Regions from separate parts of the Zea mays genome. Here region 1 is linked to region 2. A link is a contact called in public Hi-C data. All regions are on one chromosome and are shown on one strand. Each heading gives the region's core, a stretch centred on a gene start, on an enhancer-like site or on the middle of the called end of the contact. The rest is flanking DNA. Distances are from core to core; before and after follow the strand shown. Region 1 holds the start of LOC100280431. Region 2 holds the start of LOC100274843.

What was found. Hi-C and Micro-C count contacts between places; a contact is called where the count stands out from the background.
Region 1: a contact with region 2 is called in a Hi-C map of ear, with 2.5 times the contacts expected there. The contact joins the promoter of LOC100280431 here to the promoter of LOC100274843 in region 2. A contact is called at or near these places in 7 of 25 Hi-C or Micro-C datasets (bundle sheath, ear, endosperm and 3 more).

What each region holds. Positions count from the first base shown.
Region 1 is chr6:153,336,965-153,339,664 of Zm-B73-REFERENCE-NAM-5.0, forward strand. LOC100280431 reads left to right here and starts at 1,358. Exons shown (of 1, transcript NM_001153353.2): 1 at 1,358-2,700. The coding sequence starts at 1,531.
Region 2 is chr6:153,134,754-153,137,453 of Zm-B73-REFERENCE-NAM-5.0, forward strand. LOC100274843 reads left to right here and starts at 1,366. Exons shown (of 3, transcript XM_008649395.4): 1 at 1,366-1,657; 2 at 2,128-2,463; 3 at 2,612-2,700. The coding sequence starts at 1,382.

The DNA of each region.
Region 1 (2,700 bases), core at 108-2,607, 200 kb after region 2:
AAAAGAACCTCTAGGTTAAACATGCTTGGCGTAGAACAATCTTAGGATGGGTGAGCGACCATAAAGTCTTCTCGGGTGCGCATGAGTGAGGACAAAGTGCACACAAAAGACTTGTGTTGATTTGTGTTAATGGTCTATGATCCTAGAGGGCTGTGAGGAGTAAGTACCATCAGTCCGGAAGTGGACGGAGTTTTTCAAATGGTATCATAGTCGTCCCTCGCGGTTTCACGAGCATGTGTGAGCTAGGAGTTCAGGCATATGGTGCATCATGCATGTGGGACAGAGTGGTCACATCGCATGGTATATGACGACACTTGACACACATACATGGCCAAGAGGGGGAGGTTTCTGGGTTGGGGTTGACCGACGAGGACGTTGGTCTTCTAAGGGGGATTGTCATATCCTGGCCCATGTGGATTATGTGATATCTTGGTCTAAGACTCAATAGAATTAGTAGAGTACTCATACAAATAAGGTGCATCTTTTTTTCGAAAGTCTGTCTCGAAAGAACCTCTAGGTTAAGCGTGCTTAGCCTAGATCAATCTTGAAATAGGTGACACGCCACCTCCTTATCGAGCCACCAGGGGATCCGGTCGCCAAGGGATGCCTCTCTCGCTAGATCGACCCACCACGTCCTTGTTGAGCCGCCAGGGCATGACTAGCTACGCCTGTAGCCACCAGAGGCCTGACTCAGCGCTCACCACCGGTTACTACACGCTTGCCCGTGCCGCGGTCAAACCTGCATTGTCGCGCTGCCGCCACAGCTCGCAACCGAGCCTTGATGTCGCGCCGAACGACAAGCCTCACACTCACGTTGGCCCGTAGCCACCGGCCCACCGTCAGGTGTTTGGCGCTTGCACCGCCGTCGTCGAACCATACCACTCGCTTGTGCCTCGCTCAACTGCCACAGTTGAAACCCTAATCTCTAGTAGTCTCTGCTATGTTTTATAGACGACCTGGAGCCTAGGTTTGCTTGAGGTGGAGATTCCTCTAGTTATTAAAAACACGAGACTCATAATATACAATATATATAACCTTCTTGTAGAAAACACTATATTGTCTCCACTCAAATCATTAAGCCAAAGCTCACATCCATAAAAAAGTCTCGTGTTGGTTTAAATCACGCAATCAATCACCTCAACAAGTCCAAAAAGATCTCCCAAATTCTCCCAACAAACCCCAATAAAGCCAAAACCAAAAAGTTCCTTCATGTCCAATCGCAGAGGCTTTCACCCAATTCATATTCATAGTAGTAGCGAAAAGGATAACCAAGCACGATGCTTGGTCTTTGGCTGCCCACATCATTCAGACACCGAAACAAAAAACAAAACAGATAAGAAGATCCCAAACATTATATAAATAATAATATAAAGTTTTTTATTCGGAAATTTCTTTGATATTTTCCTCTCACCTGACTGTACTACTACCTCAGCCTTTGACTCCCCACGCCCACGGTGCACCCACATCACCTCGTTAAAAAGATCCCAAACGCACGCGCTCCACGCACACACACACCCTATACGCGCCGTCATGGCCCTCTCTATCATCCCGAGTACAAGCAGCGGGGAGCACGCTGCGGCGTCAGCATCGGCCACGGCCACGACCACGACGAAGCTGGGTCAGCTGAACGCGGCGGTGGAGCGGTCATGGGTGGGGCGACGGTTCCGCCTCGCAGCGCGCGGGACTACGTTCACCACGGAGCTGCGTGCCGGCACGGCCACGTTCCTCACCATGGCTTACATCCTCGCCGTCAACGCATCCATCCTCTCCGACTCCGGCGCCACGTGCACGGTGGACGACTGCGACGTGCCGTCCCCAGGGTGCAAGTTCCCGCCCGTGGACCCCGGGTACGCCGCTTGCGTGGCGCGCGTCCGCCGGGACCTGATCGTGGCCACCGCGGCGTCGTCCGTGATCGGGTCCTTCATCATGGGCGCCTTCGCCAACCTCCCCATCGCGCTAGCACCCGGGATGGGCACCAACGCCTACTTCGCCTACACGGTTGTCGGCTTCCACGGCTCCGGCACGCTCCCCTACCGCACGGCGCTCGCGGCGGTCTTCCTCGAGGGCCTCATCTTCCTCTTTATCTCCATCGTGGGCTTGCGGTCCAAGCTCGCGCAGTTCATCCCCACACCTGTGCGGATCTCGGCGTCCGCGGGGATCGGGCTATTCCTGGCGTTCATCGGGCTGCAGAGCAACGAGGGCGTGGGGCTCGTGGGGTTCAGCTCGTCGACGCTGGTCACTCTGGGTGCGTGCCCAGCGTCGCAGCGCGCGTCTGTGGCGCCAGTGCTGACGTTCCCCAACGGCACGGTGGCGCTGATGCCGGGTGGCACCGTTTCCGGCGGCATACTCTGCCTCTCGGGGCGAATGACCTCCCCGACGTTCTGGCTGGCCGTCGTGGGGTTCCTCATCATCGCCTTCTGCCTCATCAAGCGCGTTAAGGGCGCTCTGATCTACGGCATCCTGTTCGTGACCTTCGTGTCCTGGCCGCGCCACACCGCCGTCACCGCGTTCCCGGACACGCCCGCCGGCGACGACAGCTTCCACTACTTCAAGAAGGTGTTCGACGTGCACCGGATTCGGTCCACGGCCGGCGCGCTCGACTTCAGCGGCATCGGCCAGGGCTACTTCTGGGAGGCGCTCTTCACCTTCCTCTACGTCGACATCCTCGACACAACCGGCAGCCTATACACCATGGCGCGG
Region 2 (2,700 bases), core at 116-2,615:
CACCCATTCGCCGGGCTGGCTGGCTTTATTTGCTCCAGAGAGAGGCCAGAGGGCACGGGCCGCGCTGCTGCAGTGCTGTTGGCCACACTGGACGCGAACCGTGATCGAGGCCGGGCTGCGGGTTCGAGACATCGTGCATACGCCGCGCGAGCGAGCGTGTGGTCGCATGCAGGCAGGCAGATGCGACCCTCACCCTGATGATGGAGCCAGAGCCAGCCACCTGACCTAGCAACGGGCGGCTCGCGGCCGGCGTGCATGGGCTCTGGCGGCCGTGGGGCGGTGCTCTGGCCTGGCTGATCACGGGAGGCCTGTAGTATGCGAGCACGGGAGGGATGGCGCCAAAGCTGCGCGCTCACGAGGGCGGCCTCTCCCGCGAGCCTTATTCCGGGCGCGCGCGTACGCTAGCTTGTATGTATACATACATACATGTGCATGCTGCTGATATATGCTCTCCCCTCGTGTACGCATGCATGCATGCGTGTGTGTGTGTGTCCAGCTGGGAAAACGTATATGGAGGCTTCTTCGTGGTGGCAGCAGAGCTCGGTCGCTAGCGGACGGACGTGCGTGATGCTGCAAGCTTTGTTTCCTTCCTGTACTTCATTAGCAATCAACGCTCTATGTATGTATATATGCGCATGCATGATGAGACTGACAGAATATGTATATACTTGATTCTAACACCAACGCTAATGAAAGAGCTAGCGATCGAGATAATCTGCAGGGGAGCTGGAAAGCTGGGAGCTCTGCACAGTATGTAGTACGTAGTGATCAATGCACAGGCCGGGTGGTGTATGTACATATGCATGATGATGATGTGGTGGCCGTGCCCGTGTGTGCCTCGCCCCAACCCCTCTTGTCATATGCTTTGGTCATATGGCATGTACACTGCATTATTATTGGCATATAGTATAGTAATAATGGTGGCAGAGAATGTAGGAGCCATTTGTTTATGGACACGATCAGGGGCGGGAATTCGATGTTTTGTAACCATCCTGTGCAGTGTGTGGTTCGGTCAGAGGTCATGTGACGAAAAAGTACATTCCTTTGTACTTTTTCGTGTGCTTGTGTGTGTGTGAATGAGCCCCAAGCATTCTGGTTATTACGAGAGTAAAGAGCGCGAGTGCCTTGCAGACCGAGACTTGCATTGGCCTGGCCTCATGTGGAGCTAGCTAGGAATATAATGTGCATCGATCGGCCACCACGCGCTTATATATCTTTCCTCGTCTAATTAACCAGGCTCTCGTTTATTTTATTTTTTTCCTTGATTAATCCTGAACCGTACGTGTTGCTAATGGTAAAAATATTAGTTTTTGTTACAAAACTGTGCCTACATTAAGTGCAGCCATTTTCGTTAGACTTTGCGACTGTAAACGCGACTCCCATGCATAACCGCGTCTCTCCGTACGTCCTCCCAGTCCCAGGGTTCTTGTGCGGACAAATGCCTCTATATATATATAGCTGTGCTCGCCGCAAGAGGAGACTCAGAAAGCAGAGAGAGCGGGCAACATCGCAGATAGAGAGAGAGAGAGAGAGAGAGAGAGAGAGAGAGAGAGGCAAACTGGAGAGGCCGAGGGTGATGGTTTCCAAGGAGCAGAATAAGCGAGGAGCTTTGCATGAGAAGCTCAAGATTCTCCGCAGCGTTACTCACTCTCATGCGGTAACTGTCGTCATCTCCTTTTCTCTTTCACATGTTGTTCATTCTTCTTCTTGATGATTACTCATCCATCGACCTCTTGTTATGTACGTGAACACGAATTCTCGTTTTCTCTCTCTCTCTCTCTCTCTCTCTGAAAGAACACTCATCGTGCTCTAGCTAGTTATGTAGGTGAAAGAATCTCAAGCTAATAATAGCTAGTGTGTCATGCACGGTTAACTGTTTTTCCTTCAGTTGTTGTTTTCTTTCACGTATGAGGCAATGATCGTCGTTTACATTCATCATTTCATCAGTTTGTTTATCCACACAGCCATTCATGCCTTGCGTATGTTTTCTCTGAAAGAACAGATGCTTTCGTACCAATATTATTCACATATCAGTCATGCTGTGTGTGTATATCTACGTACCATTCACCTTTCAGACCATTCCGATGCTGTCAAGTTATATGCAACACGTACGTGTGTGTCACGCAGGGGGATAAAGTGTCGATAATAGCGGACGCGTCATCGTACATCAAGGAACTAAAGCAGAAGATCGCGAAGCTAAGCCAAGAGATGGCATCGTCGTCTCCGCAGCACGCCACTACTGGTGTCTGCCAACAACAACCGTCGTCGTCGTCGGTGAGTGTGGGAGTCCTGCTGGACAAGAAGGGCCGTTTCCTCGTCAGTGTGTTCATGGACGAGAGCTGCGGCCCGCCGCCGGCCGGGCTACTCGCTTCCGTCCTCGAGGCCTTCGACGACATCGGACTCACGGTGCTCGAGGCTAGGGCTACCTGCGCTGGTTCCTTTCGGCTAGAAGCTGTAGGAGAGGTGCGATGCGACTGCGAACGAGTACACATTATTACACCGCGCGTACCGCCGCAAACGCGGTAGTACGCATGCATGATTTAATCACTTCTTTGTCTTGCTTCTTTAATCTCTCTTGGTTTATTTGCTGCTTTGTTTGTTGTCATTCCAGGAAGTAGTAGTAGATGGGGGCCTCATCATCGACGCGCACGCGGTGGAGCAAGCAGTAGTTCAGGCAATCAAGAATTGCCCTGCAAATTA